2 separate regions of the Mus musculus genome follow, and region 2 is linked to region 1. A link is a contact called in public promoter capture Hi-C data. All regions are on one chromosome and are shown on one strand. The core of a region is the stretch at or near the end of the contact, and the rest is flanking DNA. Distances in the headings are between cores, read along the strand shown. Region 1 holds the start of Prop1 (paired like homeodomain factor 1). Region 2 overlaps Col23a1 (collagen, type XXIII, alpha 1).

The links. Promoter capture Hi-C pulls out the DNA fragments that hold promoters and counts their contacts.
Region 2: a contact with region 1 is called in a promoter capture Hi-C map of hippocampal neurons, with 2.9 times the contacts expected there. The contact joins the enhancer-like site here to the promoter of Prop1 in region 1. A contact is called at or near these places in 10 of 39 promoter capture datasets (the 3T3-L1 cell line, the C10 cell line, the HPC-7 cell line and 4 more) and 1 of 15 datasets of contacts at CTCF or cohesin (pro-B cells).

Annotation. Positions count from the first base shown.
Region 1 is chr11:50,951,759-50,955,544 of GRCm38.p6, reverse strand. It overlaps Prop1 (paired like homeodomain factor 1), which reads left to right and starts at 1,788. Exons shown (of 3, transcript NM_008936.2): 1 at 1,788-2,249; 2 at 3,296-3,519. The coding sequence starts at 2,141.
Region 2 is chr11:51,429,601-51,433,386 of GRCm38.p6, reverse strand. The region is part of intron 2 of Col23a1 (collagen, type XXIII, alpha 1); the gene reads right to left. Among named protein-coding and RNA genes, the nearest start is that of Col23a1, 140 kb to the right of the region's middle. Within about 2 kb of position 1,801, at least 18 of the 459 cell types and tissues checked have an H3K27ac peak or open chromatin away from gene starts, as enhancers often do.

The DNA of each region.
Region 1 (3,786 bases), core at 539-3,038:
AAATCATTTTTTAAAGTAATTTTCTTAAAAAATTAATGACAATGGGAATTTAGCCTCCCTCTCTACAAAATATCTGAGGAACAAGGAGAGTAAAGATTTGTATTTTCAACCACAAGTTTCCTTCCACTCATTGAAGAGGGTGAGGAAGCTCTGTAAGGGGATGCAGACCAGGAGATGGGGACTGAGTGCTGGTTGCAGTTCTAAGTGCACTCAGTTCGGCTGTGGATCTTGGAAGGTCACAGGTTCTGATGCACTAGGAAGGTGAGGTCCAAGATTCTGACCCCAACAAGCTCCTGTGTGCTGCTGTTCTGTGGATCATATTGTGAGCATTAAGACCCTGAGGCCTGGGACCTATGAGATGGCTCAGTGGGTCAGGTCACTTGTTGCTGAACCAGAAGGTATGAATTTGATCCCTGAGACTCATATATTGGGGGGAACCCACTCCCCACAAATCTTCCTCTGACCTCCATGCACGAACCATGGCACCTATAGATGTGCACACACACACACACACACACACACACACACACACACTCTAACAATACCAAGTTAATTAGTCTTTCAAATGGACCTTGATGGTTATTCTGTTTTGACTAGTCTTGATGGTTTTAAGGGATGTGTTTGAGGAGTTAGTTTGACCTTGGAGATCAGGTTGTCCTATGGTGACAGTGAAGTTATGAAGGGACTCATGAGTCATCGGTTAGTGTGTGTCCTGAGAAGCAAGGACTTTATGGAGGGGTGGGAATCATATAGTGGAGATGGAAAGTCCTGGTTGTCAAAGAGTCCCCCGGTTTCAGTGTGTCTTGGAAAACCCTACTGTCTGTTCTAAGTTGTTGGCTTGCCCTTAAAAAAGAAAGATATCCTAAGGATACTAAGAACAGACTTCCATAGTCAAAATCACCTCAAGAGACAGCGCTGGGGGCACTAGCTTGTCCTGACCTCTCAGAGAAGCTAAGTATCAGGGTGTCCTTGAAGAATCAGAATGGCAGAGTCTGAGAAGCTGGATTCTCTTCAAGGTGAGACCTGAGGTCTCAGTTGGGCGGGATACACTTGGAACTGAAATGCTCTGGAGGATCAAGGTCACCTTGCCATGTCATGGTACCCTCAGGGTTCTGAATGAGCGAGGAGGTGATAATGAGGAAATCAGAGTGTACTCGGAACTCTGGGGTCTGGAAGCTTGCTGGTGAGGCTGAGTGAATCGGGGATCGGCTTGGGTCAGGGAGGGGCCAGCAGGTGTGGGATCTGATACCGGGTTTTATGGAGGGTGTGGGTGGGGATCACCTAGTAGTGCTTGAAGGTTCTTGGGCTTCAGTGTGTGCTGAGGGTCCTACTGTCCTAGGGCTACCAAGGTATCCGAGAGGACCAAGAGGACTGGCATACACTTGTGATTTTTCACCCTCAGAGTTTCCTGGGGGTAGTATGAGCATCGCTCACTCACATGCTGGGGTGTCATGCCTTCTTTCCACCCCATGTCCTCCTCTCCACTCGCCCTCCCTACAGTGGGGTTCAGAGGAGGGGTGTCTCAATAGGAATGTCTTCCCCCCCCCCCGTCCCCTGCCTGCTCCCAGAAGGGGGATTTAACAGGACAAAAGAATCTGGTCCCCTGGGAATATGAGCTCTTGGCCTCAGCCCCTGGACCCTCTGACAGAGCACCTTCTCTCATCTGACTTGTTATCCTCCCCCGAGCCAGGGGGCTCTGGTGACCAAGAAGTGATTGGATAGGCTCATGGGGCCAGGAGGAGGTCTCTTCTCCAAGACTAAAGGAGAAAGAAAGGCAGCGTGAGAACGTAAATAGAGAAAACAGAGCAGCATCGGGAAGTAGAGGCAGAGAGAAAACTGGGCAAAGCCAAGAGAGAGAGAGAATGAGATGTCAATTCAGAGGAAGGATGCAGGGTTAGGAAAAGGGGAAACTGTGAGAAAACAGGTATCTAGCTATATCTAGCTATACTACACACACACACACACACACACACACACACACACACAGAGCAAGGGACAGACTCAGAAAAAGGTAGAAGGTAGAAACAGGGAGAAGAGAGAACAGAAGACAAGACAAGATAGACAGAAGCAGAGAAAGACTTCGGGGAGTCACAGACTAGAGGACAGCAGGCTAGACCATCTTTGGTTTGGGTGGCTAGCCATGGAAGCTCAAAGAAGGAGCCATCAGGAAAAGCAAACGAAGGGTCATGCCTGTGGCCGATCCCTGCCTGAGCCACGAGTGGCCTCTGGGACTCTGATCTCCACGGTAGGTGAGTGAATCCCCAGGATGGGCTTGGGTCCCCGAGGGAGCAGCAGACGTGGGTCCGTGGGTCCGCATTGGCTTTGGAGAATGGTTTGTACTTCAGAAGGTTGACAGGTGGAAAGCAGAATTGGAGCTTTGGGGACCTTAGGAAGTGAGACAGCAGAAATCCTTCGCTTTACAGGTTGAGAAGTGAGGCCCTGGCTGAGGGAGTGGTGGAAAGGCACCGGCTCAGCACTGGGGCAGCAGCAAAGCGGAAGCCTTCTGGTTGCCCAAGGTCCCTTCTCCTCCGAGGGAGCTGGAGGGATAGGGTTTTCCTCCCTAGAGGGCAGTGCAGTGCCTGTCTGAAGACACTGGGTGCTTAGTTGGGGGGTGGGGGGAGCCACACCGTTAGTTTCCCCTGGGGACAGGTGTCTCTACACCAGACCCCTCCTTTCCTTGGCACCCACCTTCCCAGGTGTCTCCTCTTCCCTCTCTGTTCTCTGCCCTGGTGGCTCTTAGACTAATTAATGTGAGGGCTTAGGGAGCTTTTGGGGAAGAGAGGCAAGCCTTTCCCACGAGCTCAAGTTCCTGCAGGCTGGTGGCAGGGCCAGGGCAGAGGTAAGAATCAAGTCAAGAAGTTCACCCCAGGGTGGAGAATGTGTTTGCATGTAAGGGGGAGGGGGAACACTTCATCCTCTTGGGGGGGGTGGGGCAGACGGGGCGTGTGGAGGAGGAGAGACATATGAAGGAGGTGCTTGGGAAATGAAAACTGCGAGTGGCAGCCAGAGACGTCATTGATAGACAGCAAAGAGTACGCCCTCAAAGTGTGTCCTGTGGGTCATATGTATGCAGGAAGGTGACGCACAAACGTGTGGGCGTGCAGCCAGAGCAGCGGTAAAGGCTGAAGGCAGGAGCTGTGATTTTGAAAGCTGACACAGTTCTTGTGGGGGAGTCCCACGGGAAAGCAACGTCTCAGGAACGAAGCAGAACACGGGGAACCCGCAACAGTGATGTGAGGATGGGCTGGTGGTCCCATTAATAAGGGGGTCTCCCTCCGTTTTTCTCCCTCCATAGACAGGAGCTCTGAGGCTTATAGGAGGCTCTCTGGTACAGAGCTGGGGAGACCTAAGCTTTGCCCACAGAGAGGCCGTCCCCACTCCCGGCGCCGCCACCGCACCACCTTCAACCCAGCACAGCTGGAACAGCTGGAGTCAGCCTTTGGGAGGAACCAGTATCCTGACATCTGGGCTCGAGAGGGGCTTGCCCAAGACACTGGCCTCAGTGAAGCCAGAATCCAGGTGATGATGCCCTAAGGTTCTCGGGAAAGAAACAAACATTGGGACGAGGGCTGTCTGGGCCTAAAAATGGGACTTTTAACCCTCATTTAAATATTCACCAGTCAACACTACCTCCAGTGCACCTGATCCCAGCTCTAAGCTCATCCACCTTGATGGATATCAGATGTAGATCTACAGAGGCATAGTTCAGGGGTAAAGCCCCTACCTAGCCCATACAAAGCCTTGTGTCTGACTTTCCAGCACTGCACAAACAAAAATACAGTCAAG
Region 2 (3,786 bases), core at 552-3,051, 480 kb before region 1:
GAGTAGAGGCTCTGGGCTTGAAGCCGGAAGGACCCAGCTTTCCAACCAGATTCTGTGCTTCTAGCTATGCGATCTAGCTCACATCACACAGCCTCTTCGAGGTTAATTTACAGTCACACACCACACAAAGGTGTTTGTCACAGATGAGCTGTCTGTGACATCATGGTCCCAGCAGATGATGGCAGAGCTGAACTATGCCTCTTGCTCAGTGACTCTGTGGGAATTAAAACACTAGTCTGAAACCCATTCCTCCCACGCTCCCATTGTATGCACACCTACAGTGCGGACTGGACCAGGCAAGGGCGTATCAGTGAGGAGTGAGGTGTACCCCGTTCTAGTATAAGTATCTGCTATAGGTAGTTAATGACAGGGGGAGGAAGAGACAGTTTCATCAGTGGCGTAGCCACTTGGTGAGGTGCCCATGGTCCTATAAATAAGCCCTCAGCTATGTTCCTCCTGTAAGCTACACTAGCGAAACTCCCTGGTTTATTAAAAAAAGAAAGAAAGAAGAAAGAAAAGACATGATGGGTAGTTGGAAAGAAAGGGGATCAGTGGGAGGATAATGGGGTGACTATTATGAAAATACATTATAGACATGTATACATATTTTATAATGAAACCCACTATCATGCATATATCATTTATGCCAATAAAAACTTAATACAAAATAAAACAACAGCACCTGTAGTTATATACAGTCCATGTGGCCTAACAACAATTATAAAGTGGCCCATGTATTTACTACACACATACACACACACACACACACACACACACACACACACACACACACACACACACATACACAAATATAAAGTTTATATATAAAGTTTGTTTGTGAAGCAAGTCAGCCGCTGCCTCAATCATGTGTTTCCTGCATCAAGAAGCTGTCTTGGAAAGTGTCCGGAGGCCACACAGGTCCCTCTCAATGTATCCTGTATCGTGATTACACTGATAAATTACCTATGGCTGTGTTGGCTGTGGTTCCCAGAATGAGTTCTGGTGTGAGGGATACAAGGCTGTGCGTGTGCACGAGGAGCTGAACTTGACCGTGATTACAGTCCCAGCTTGGAATAAACACACCACCAGACAGATGATCTTCCCAGACCCCATCCTGCTGCCCTGTGTCCGGGGAACCACACGGTTGTGTTAATGGTCCAACAGGATCCAGGTGTCAGCAGAGGACACGCTGTGCAGAGACATGGTGGGGGTGGGGCTGCACAGCAGCTGGTCCCCCATGACTCCCCCATCAGCACCACAGACCTTGGACTCATTGCGTCCCTCTGAGCCTTGAGGTTTCAGTTTCTCTTTCTGTAAAACAAAGACTTTCTCTAGGGGTCCTCCAAGCTTGCCAATGCTATAAAAACAGATTGTTCTGTTCGCTCACTTTTTCTCTCTTTTTCATTATGTAGCCCAGACTTGGCTCAAACTTGAAGACCTGCCTTAGCCTTCTAAGAGTGCTGGGGTGACGGGTGTGTGTCCCTAGGCCTGGCCCTAAGCAGGATTCCAAAGTACACACATTTGATACTACGGACCCACCGGTTCCATAGTGGAACCATTTCTCAGCCTTGGCTGGGAAAACTGAGGTATATCTAGCCAAGTACCTCCTCTACCCCAGGGTCCTTTAGCTGGAATCTCCACCTCATCCAAGCAGGGGCCCTTCTGATTCACAGCAGGTAAGAGCCAGCATGCTTAAGAACAGAGTTCCTGGGCAACTGGGAAGAGATCCAAGCTAGGAGGTCTTGGTGGTTTATGGTTCAGGGGTGCAGCACTTACTAGCACGTACAGAGCCCTAGGTCCCATTGTTAGCTTCTCTCTCAAGTACCATGACTCAGTCTCAACCCTGTCCTTCCTCTCTCTGCTCCTCCTCTCAGAATCTGTGCCAGAGAAGTCTTGTGGCCCTGGGGACTGAGGCACCGAAGGTTCAGAGGCCACAGCTATGTGGGTGGCTCAGACAGAGGCAGGCAGTGGCCAAGTGTGACCCACTGGAGAATCACATCATTCAACATTGTCACCATGTTCCTGAATCCCAGCTCCCAGGAGCCTGGTGGAGCAAGACTGTCACGCCTCTGGCTTTTCATCTATTCTCCCTTAGAAGCAGCCGTGGATCACTCTCCTTGTGGTTACTGAAGGCATAGGAAGGATGGACTGTTTCCATCTAATGCTAACGGTAAACCACCAAAGAGCTCAAACCATCCCTCGTTCTGGAGCTGTATAGTTAGTGAATTGCAGGAGAGAGGCACCCAAACAAGTCATTACAGTTGTAGGATGCAGTGCCTATGGTGTTTACAGTTAAATTGTGAGCTGGGAGCACGGCTCTGTTAGTACGGCGTTTGCCTAGCATATAGTGAGCCTTGGGTTCGACTCTCAGCCCTGCATGAAACTTGGCATGGAGGCATATGCCTGTAGTCCCAGCACTAGGGAGGTGGAGGTAGGAGGCTCGCTGTTTAAGGTTATTGTCAATTAAATAATTGTAATCATGTAAAGCTGTAACTATAGACATGATATTGAACAGATGTCTTCTTTTGACCTCCATTCTTGGCACACTTTCTCCTTCTTGTGTCTCCATTTGTGTTCTGTTGCTGTAACATAATACCTGAGGCAGGACACTTTGTAGAGACAGGAGATTGGTTGAGTTCTAGAGGCTGGGCCATCTTGCCTGCCCCCACAACATGTTTTTCTTTGAGAAAACGAGAGATAGATAGATAGATAGATAGAGAGAGAGCAATAGAGATGGAACTTGCTCTTCTAGGAGTCACTCTGTGACAAGGATGTTAATTTACTCATGGAAGTATTAACTCCAGTCACCATCATTTCTAAGTCCCATCTCCCAACACTTGCTTAGGATTAAGTTTCCCAAACACAGCATCATGATACCCACAAGGAAACCGAGGTTCAGTGATGGCTGCTGAAAAAAATGGGCCTGCCATGGGGATCGCTAAGCTGTCTGGTGACCAGCATTACAGGATTAACGCTCACCTCAAATGGAAGACACTCCCTCCTTATCAGAGAGGCAAGCCGGAGCTTGCAGAGACTCAGTCGGTAGGGGAAGGAAGGAATGGAGCCGTGGCCTCAGACCTTCCTTAACTAGCAGCTAATCCAGAGTGTCAAGCACCAAGAGGTGGAGATGTCCATTTACACAGTGACACTTGGCAGCGTTGAATGACTTTCTTACTGTTGCATGGCTGTTAGAGCCTCCCTCTACGGAGCTTCCTCCTCAGCTGCTCAGGTTTAAGGTAAATCCATGCTTGTCTGCTGCCTCGAGGACCTAAGTCAGACAAGCCTCCCCTAAAGGAGTGCCCGTGCATTCATGCCAGAGGCAAGCATTACTCACACATGCTTCCTCAGCATCAATGCCAGGGCAGCCAGCAGTCCTCCTCAGGACTGAGGCCACCGGCTTTGACAACGCTTGTTAAAACAGCTTCGCTGCATTGGGCATTGGATGGTCAGCGAACTGAAAATCTGTCCCGCCTGCCTGCGATTCTGGGGCAAGTGCTGTGCTCTGTGGGATGCAGGCATGGGAATCACTAGGGTTTGCAGAGAAACCCTTTGATCCAGGGTCCCGGGTGTCCTGGGTGTGCTGCTGCCCGGGAAAGGCCGGTCAGTGGGAGAGCTGAGCAGCTGGGACCAGGACAGGCTGGTCCCAGCTTCACAGCTGCAGTCACCAGGGGTCCTGTGGGTCAGGACTAACAGTCCCTGGCGTTCTTCCTTAAAACACAAATTCCTCAATAAAACCTGAACTATCCGTAATGAGACCCAGGCTCTGGCATTGCCAGCTGGGCCACC